2 separate regions of the Mus musculus genome follow, and region 2 is linked to region 1. Evidence: chromatin contacts called from public Hi-C data. All regions are on one chromosome and are shown on one strand. Each heading gives the region's core, a stretch centred on a gene start, on an enhancer-like site or on the middle of the called end of the contact. The rest is flanking DNA. Distances are from core to core; before and after follow the strand shown. Region 1 has its middle 34 kb from the start of Gm33892. Region 2 holds the start of Sgk1 (serum/glucocorticoid regulated kinase 1).

Evidence for each region. A called contact is a pair of places that touch in the nucleus more often than the background predicts.
Region 2: a contact with region 1 is called in a Hi-C map of cortical neurons. The contact joins the promoter of Sgk1 here to the enhancer-like site in region 1. A contact is called at or near these places in 12 of 39 promoter capture datasets (the 3T3-L1 cell line, the C10 cell line, the HPC-7 cell line and 6 more), 2 of 484 Hi-C or Micro-C datasets (both in cortical neurons), 7 of 115 datasets of contacts at active chromatin or transcription factors (VIP interneurons, cardiomyocytes, craniofacial prominence and 4 more) and 3 of 9 other capture datasets (adipose tissue, liver and macrophages).

Annotation. Positions count from the first base shown.
Region 1 is chr10:21,535,197-21,539,123 of GRCm38.p6, forward strand. No RefSeq gene overlaps it. Among named protein-coding and RNA genes, the nearest start is that of Gm33892, 34 kb to the right of the region's middle. Within about 2 kb of position 1,650, at least 7 of the 459 cell types and tissues checked have an H3K27ac peak or open chromatin away from gene starts, as enhancers often do. A contact at or near this core is called in cortical neurons, where this site is marked.
Region 2 is chr10:21,879,887-21,883,913 of GRCm38.p6, forward strand. It overlaps Sgk1 (serum/glucocorticoid regulated kinase 1), which reads left to right and starts at 2,298. Exons shown (of 14, transcript NM_001161845.2): 1 at 2,298-2,821. The coding sequence starts at 2,753. Gm46215 (a long non-coding RNA gene) reads right to left here and starts at 2,392. Exons shown (of 3, transcript XR_001779732.1): 1 at 2,307-2,392; 2 at 1,812-1,864.

The DNA of each region.
Region 1 (3,927 bases), core at 400-2,899:
GTCCATCTGTGGTGCCGCAAAATCCTTCTCAGGTTCATTTTCCATTCTCTGTATTTATTGTCTTCAAAATCCTTTGAACTTTCGCTAATCAGTGTCTGGGGCCAAGCATCTGCAGGGGCAGCCGAGGTCTTACTACACAGGCAGAGTTCAGACTCCTGTCCTGACCTGAGAATCCACGTTGAGTAACCCACAGTGGGAAATCCACCCTCCATGAATCGCCCTGCACGTTTAAATCTGAGAAGCGCTGCTCCCAAAGATGGTCACCAAGAGACTTTCCTTTGCCTTTTCTCTTAGAGGTGTGTGTCTGTACCAAACTTTGTCATTTGTGTCCATATGTCTGTCATAGTGACCTTTGAATACCAGGCATCTGCTTAACTATTTGCATATCTCAAAATAAATAATTCTCATCTGTTTGCCCAAACACCCAGGGGAGGGGGAGCCAAAGGCTACCCTTGACTCTTCCTTGTGTCGGTGGCAGAATGAGCTCATACAGTAACATTAGCCAGAGTGCTGTGGGCAAAAATGAAATAAAATGTTCTTAATTTGATCATAAGTCAATTTTTCCTCTCTGCCACGCAGATTAAGGGGGGAAACCCTGTTGAGGTCAGCCGTCAAACCTGGTTTGCTGTGGCTTCCTGAGTGAGCAAGAGAAGATGAAATGTTTCCACTGGAAAACACTCACGAGCTTGGCATAGCTTAGCTTTTTTGTTCTCAGTGGTTTGAAGTCACAAGAAGAATTGAATTCTAAACAAGTCGGTGAAGAATGGAAGTGTGTGCACATGTGTCCTTTCCTAGTGCCAGAGATGACAGGAATGTATACATTCTAGTTTGCCTTTTGACTATTATTAAAAGAAAGCATCCATAATGCTTTGGAAGGACAGCAGGTTTTTTTTTTTCTCTATCCCTAAGGCGATGTGCTTTCAAAAGCAAACATTTCTGTTTAACTTTCTCTTATAGAGCACTAGTTGTCCCTGAACGACATCTATACTTAATAAGTGTGCTTGTAGTTAGTGGAAATACAAGCCATCAGTACAAGCCGTTGTGATCAGTAGTGTGGAGTCAAGACACTGATGGCTGCCTATTAACATGTGACATCTCCTCTTCCATGGTAGGATCCTGTTTGATTCAATGTGCCTTCTTCTGAGATCATTAGCATGGAGAGCAGTCTTAGAGCTAGGCACATAGGTGAGCATGCCTGCATCCACTGCCCTCCCTTGGTCTCACTCTGAGAGTATCCACACCCAGGTGATCTGGCCTCTGCTGGATAAGCCTCAGCTGCCCACCTCCTAGTTTGGAATTCCTTGGAGAACATGTTGACTCTCCTTGGAACCCCTAGACCCCGGTACCATGACACATGTGTCATGCAAAGCAGGCCATGATCCCAGACCTACCTTTTTTCCACTCTACCCTATGTCCTGGACGTGGTGCCAGGGAGTTAAGTCTACTCTCTTAATATCATCACCTGAGTTGTGGATCCATAGCCATTTACTCGCTGGGCTTGATAAAGAGCCACCTGGAACACACTTTGTATGGGTAAAGTATGTTTGGCACTGCAAATACCTAATTTACTAAGCAACATTTGCTGTGCAGTCTGCATGTGTAAGTGAATGTCTGCCAAGGTACGTGGACAGAGATGAATCAGAAATCAAGAGCCTGGGAATGAAGAATGAATTTGGTTCCTAAATATGGCTGTGACTATGCACAGGAGCAGATTTAGGCATTTAAAGCCTGTAGATGTTTCTTTGACCAAAGCTGGCAATAGCATTATTCTAAGGACATAAACTGTTATTTAGAAGAAAAGTCGACATTCTCATAATGTCCACTCAGAAAAATCAACCACAGCAGCTTCTCTACTTGGGCCTATGAGTTCTCTATCCAAGTAATTTAGAACAGGTTTATAGTAGCAGACATGAATTCAAATCCTCCTGTGACGTAAGGTATCAGCCCCCAAATGTAAACAAGTGGTTATTTCAATAACTCGTTCATCACTATTGTAACAGTAGGCTTAACCTGCCAGTGTGATCAGCAGTGTAGCAATCAGGGTCTGTACCCAAGCAAGACTCCAAATGATGATTTTCTCATAGAAAATCAGGCTGCATAGATAACACTCTCATAACGTAAGGGTTATCCACCAGGGAGGACACTTTTAGCCCAGTTACAGATACATTTTTCTACGTCTTGTGACCAAGGCTTGTGGCCTCTTCAGCAGTTGGGTCTTATCAGCTAGATCTGATGAACAATGGACATCAATGGCCATAGCCTATGTTCTGTGGCCTTGGGAGCCTCTCTGATTAACAACTTGTCAGGAGGTAGCCTAGCCTGGTGCTGGGTTCCTGGATAATTTATAGCTCCTAAAAAACACCTTTTATCAACCCAGCAAGGGCAACCTTCTTTGGTTTTAGTTTTTGATTAGCTTGTCAGCTATCAGATTCCTCTATGGATTCCTTTATGGTGTCTCCCCTCCCAGAGTGCTGCAGGTGTCTTAGCTTCTTCATGGCAACTTTCTCTGTCCTCATTTTTTAAATTCATTTTTCAGTTAGCATTCAAAGTAAAATGGGTCTCTGGGGCATTTCATACACAAATTATGGTACTTTACCCTTTATAACTCCCTTTTCTTAGCACATGTTCATTATATATGATACTAGGCTTCATTATGGCATATACTTCATGGCAGTTTTCAAGAAAGGTGTTGTACAGAGCCCAAATTACATGATTATCTACTCCAGCCTTCTGAACATCCAAGAGCAGGGCACTCCTCTTTGACCTCTGCTCCTGAAGGGGCTTCTACTTTATGTATAGTGAAAATATTGCCAGTGCCTTCTAGATGGAGACCACTGGGAACATCTGCCTCATTGAGTTAGGCCAGTTTATAACTCGCTGCCATGAGGAAGAACAAGAGCCTAAGGACCATGAAGGATATGGAGAAGGGCTGCAGGATTTGGGTTCCCATTAGATTATGTGGGGGAGCACCTAAGGAAGTAGAGATCTACTCTGAATGAGACAGAATAGGATTCATTCCTTGATTGTGGAATGGCAAGTTCATAGAGGCTAATGTGAATGGACAGACAGCAGCAAGACTCATATCAGCCAGGACGGGGGAGACAGAGGTTGGTTCACTTTGTTGCTTGTGGGTTGGGACATTGTTCTGGAATGACCTTATTTTTTAAATTTCATCATGGCCATGAAGATGCCTTGCCTATTGTTGATCTTCCACGAAACTGTTGATAACCTGTAGTAGAATTCCAAAACGAATGTGGGGGTCTGGCCAGCACAGCACTTGTGGGGGTCCGGCCAGCACTCACTCATGGCTGCTTTGCTCTTTGTCAGTATTGAGCTGACTTTCAACATTATGCCTTCCTTGTTTGATATCCTGGGTGGGTGGAAAGCAGCTCAAAAATGCAACCCTCAGGGCGCTGATCTCTGCTGTCCCCTGACTCACACTGAAGACTCGCTATGGTTTCTTTTCAAGACTGTCTTTTGATCTCTAGTGGGGAGTCGCTGTTAACATCAAGGGAGTGTCCTAATTCTTTCCTTTCAAGTGGAGCTCCATGGATGGAGTCAGAACCCAGTTTTTCCCTTTATGCCGAGAAAGCTCTGGAAGCTAGCCATTGGTTTGCCTATCCCATTCTTTCAAAGGTCTAGGCTACAGGGAGAATCAGATGAGGGGGCGATGCTTGCTGCAGTGACACAATTGCAATCCTCTAATCCCAACCATTGCTTTGTGCACACAGCCAGAGTCTCTATTCCCAGCCATTGCTTTGTGCACACAGCCAGAGTCTCTATTCCCTACCATTGCTCTGTGCACACAAGCAGCCTGGCCATTTTCACATTGACTAAAATTGTTCAGAAGGTTTTGACAAAAATTATCGTATACTCAATCATATATAGAACAGTTGTGTTATTGATTGTAATGAATAATGACTTGGC
Region 2 (4,027 bases), core at 1,048-3,547, 350 kb after region 1:
TGTTTAATTGGGGGGCTTGCTCATGGTTTCTGAGGGGTGATCATCATGGCAGGGAGAGTGTCAGGTACTGAAGAAGTAACTGAGAGCTTTATAAACTGACATGACTTGAAAGCTGTGGGGGGTCGGGGGATGGGGGAGCAGGCCTGGAATGGGTTTTTGCAATCTCAAAGGCCACCCCTCAGTGACACAAGGCCACACCTCCTAGTCCTTTCCAAACAGTTCACCAACCGGGGGATAAGCATGCAGTTCTATGAGCCTCTGAAAGCCATTCTCATTCAAACCATGATATGTACATTGCTCCTGTGATACAAAGTATGCACCATTGCGCTCATGACCTTGTGTAAAGTCTAGCATAGGCTAGCTATGGCGTCAGCATCTGGAGGTGGCCTTTGGGGGACAGGAAGAATGAATTAGTCTTTAGTTTTGTCTTCGTCTCCTTCCCTTATAGACTCCATGAGACATTTCTCTTCACCTTAGGTCAATGGAGAATCTGCCAAAGCAAGTCTGTGTGGTAGAACAACAGGAAATCCAACTGAGGGCCCCAGAATCACCCGCTTCCCTGGGTTATTTAAAATATATATATTTATCACCCACATTCAATAAATGGCTGTTATAACACTTTGTGAGGAACAGTGAAGAAAGGAACAGGAAAGAGATTGAATGGCTTTCACTGTTTTCTAATGAAACTTACTGAGGTATAATTTTACTGTGCAAAACAAATTCTTTTTCGTTTCATGATGAAGTTTGGTTCTTACTGTAGTCATTACCATAATCCCGATGGGGAACATTTCTTTCATCTTAGAATAATTCTCTTTGAGTTCTCTCTGGTGATTTTAGATGGCCCCTTTAGGAAAATCACGGCCTACTGAAGCTGTAGATTACATAATGTATCCTTGTGTCTTGTACAACTTCATCCATATCTCACCTCATAGAAACTCATACTCTAAAGGAACTCAGGCACCTCTTCCCCAGTTAATCCACGTTTCCCATATAAATGGTGTAACAATGTGGGTTTTGTTGTTGTTATTGTTCTGTTTGGGTGTTGTTTCTGGCTAGGATCCCATGAATTCTAGTCTGGCCTCAAACTCTGAGGATAAGCTTGCATTTCTGATCCTCCTACCTTTAACCTCCCAACTGCAGGGGTTCTAATCCCATGTTGCCACAGTGTCTGTCGCTGTTTTGTTTTTTCTTTTGTTTGTTTGCTTGTTTTGTGGTCCTGAGGATTAAACTCATGGTTTCATGCAAGCACTCAATCAACAATTATTTTTAAGGATAGTTCTAGTGTATTTCCTACCAGTGAACGCTTACTGGTTTTGGATTTGAATGCTATATTTGAATAGAATGAGATGTCAAACAAGTGATTGAGTGGCTGAATTAATGAATGAGTGAATGAATGAGTGAGTGAGTGAGTGATCGTGTATGTCTATCTCATAGACCAAAGTACAGCCGGAGGTGAAGTAGCTGATCAAAACCACATGCTAACAGGGACCCCAAACCTTTTTGCTATAAATCCTATTTAAAAAACAAAACAAAACTCATAAAATATCAGCATCAAAGAGCACAAGTGGAAACGAGCTACGCATAATTAAATGTTTTTGTTAAATGAATTCACTTTGCAGAGGTTCAGGATAAGTTGGGGCATGTAAAAAGACTCGTCCTTGCTTCCTGTGACTCCCTTAGCATTGAATGGATTCAGCACGAATTTTTGGTGAAGGTCTGGGCAAGGTTCTGCCTATTGGTTTTGCACACTTTGTTTCTGTTCATTGATTTTCTCTTACTGCCGGCTTCTCTGTTGAAAAGGGTGGGCTTACCTCCCCAGTTGTTCCTTCTAATGTCACAGCGGAAGGAAGGGCATCCGAGGACCCTACAGAGTAAGAGACCATTCACTGCTACACATGTGTAGGCACATTATTTTATTTTTCAAGGTTTCATAGGGCAGGAACACGTTTGATGCCCCCCACCCCCTGCCTCCGGGGCTTGGTATCAGAACCGGAATCTGAAGAACTTCATTGAGAATTACATTATTGGGTCTGCATTTTACTCTGGTTACCACATTGTTGCAAAGAAAAACCAATTCAAAGAACCCTCCCAAGGGAATCCGTTGTTCTGTGTTTTCTGTGTCTCCTGACCATCCTCTGATCTTACTCACATATGCATGCATGCATCCTTGCTCCTTCCTGCCTTGCTTTCTCTTTCCATTTACCTTTCTGAGGAGGCTCTCTCCCTTCCTCCTTCCCTCCCTCCGGCTTCAGCTCTTTCTTACTCCTTCCCCCAGCTGCTTAACTACAGCTCCCACTGGAACCTACACAATCAAAAACAGCTCTCCTCCAGCAGCCTCCAGCAGCGCATCACCTGGAGCAGAGCGAGTCGCTCGCTCCCCGCTCAGCCCGGGAGCAGCTCGGTAGCTGGGGGCGGGGACGGTACCCTGCTCTCGCCTGAGCGCCCGCCAGAGCATCTCTGGATAGATTTGCTGTATCCCGCCATCCGGCCCCGGGGTCCTGTTGTGGTGATGCTTACGTTTCAAAGCAATGATGGAAAGAGAAAAGCCATTGCCAGTGGCCTCTGAAAGTGGGGCGAGTTACTGCAGTCGCTGCCGCAGCAGGATGAGCGAGTGAAAAACTGAGCCCCGTTAGCCTCTCCATCCCGTTCGGTCTTCATTCACCGTCTCCAGGAAGGCGGATCGGGATACAGATGCAGTAAACCAAGCCGGTGCCACCCTGGATCTATAACTGTGAAGTCCCTTCTGTGGAAGATGGTAAACAAAGACATGAATGGATTCCCGGTCAAGAAATGCTCAGCGTTCCAATTTTTTAAGAAACGGGTAAGCCCAGGTTGTGGTTGTTGCTTTTGTTTTCTACGCTGCTTCTCTCAAATGCTTTTGGAGGCTTGCCTAGGGTAAGCCTCGGGTTTTGTTACTGAGCCCTTCGTGAAAGCAGAGCTTCTGGTGTCAGTGGTCAAGGTGAGCGCTGGCCCTGCTGAGATTCATATTTGTTGGGGGGTGGGTAGGGGAGATGTTGATGGAAAGGGGGGGCTCAGAGGAGTTGCATTGGAAGAAGGGGGTTGGGCCGAGATGCCTTCAAATGGGTTTAAGATGGGAACTGAGATTTCTCAATCAAAGCCATGCCCAGGATTACAAGGCAGTTTCAAAGACAGCTGGCCCGAGTGCAGTTAATAAGAAGCAATTTAGTCTGGGCTAATTAAGTAGCTCTCTCGCTCTTATCTTTGAAGGGTTCAACTTTGCCACACCTTCCCTCCGTCTCAAGGGCTGCTGCATTTTCGTCTTCAATTGTTAGAAGCAGCTTTGGCTCCTCAAATCCATTCTGCCACTATCTCTATCTTTGGGGTAAACAGGAAAGGACCAGAGTGACCTTTGACAGAAATGATGGACTCCCAACATCTCAAACCCTCTATTTCAAGTTGCCTCAATTTTGCCTAGCACACGTGCCCTTACCAAAAGAATAAGGGATAGCCTGTTTTATAGCCCAAACTATGATTGGGGGGGGGGGCGTGCGGGGAGGGTTCTGCTGCTATGTACATTTGCTGTATACATTTGTTTAAATTCCTTTCATTCATAATGTTAGTAATGTCATAGGGCTGTAAATGAATAGACCTTTCTCTGTTTCACAGATAAACTCAGTTCATTGCAATGGCCACACTGGAGGTCTGTGGCTCTGCAAATTTATACATGAGTGGGGACTCAGAAATGAGTGGTTGTTGGAAGACTGATCATTGACATCCTTATGGGGAGTGTCTCTTAAGCAATAGGAGGCTCCTGTAGCCCCAGTTGTGCCGTCCTATTTAGTGCCCGGGGCGGTCCTATCCAGCTGCTTCCTTCCATTCATTCACCCTTCCCTTCATTCAGGCCGCGTCTGTGTGTGCCGAAAAGGCAACAGAACGTAATGAATTACAGGCTGGGCTGGACGGCCTCCTAGCACTGAAGGGTCAAGCTGGAAAGGCAGGTCTGCAAACCAGCAGTCTGCAAGCGCCAGCAGGAGCTCTCTCACATCCTGGCTTAGAGATCCCCAAA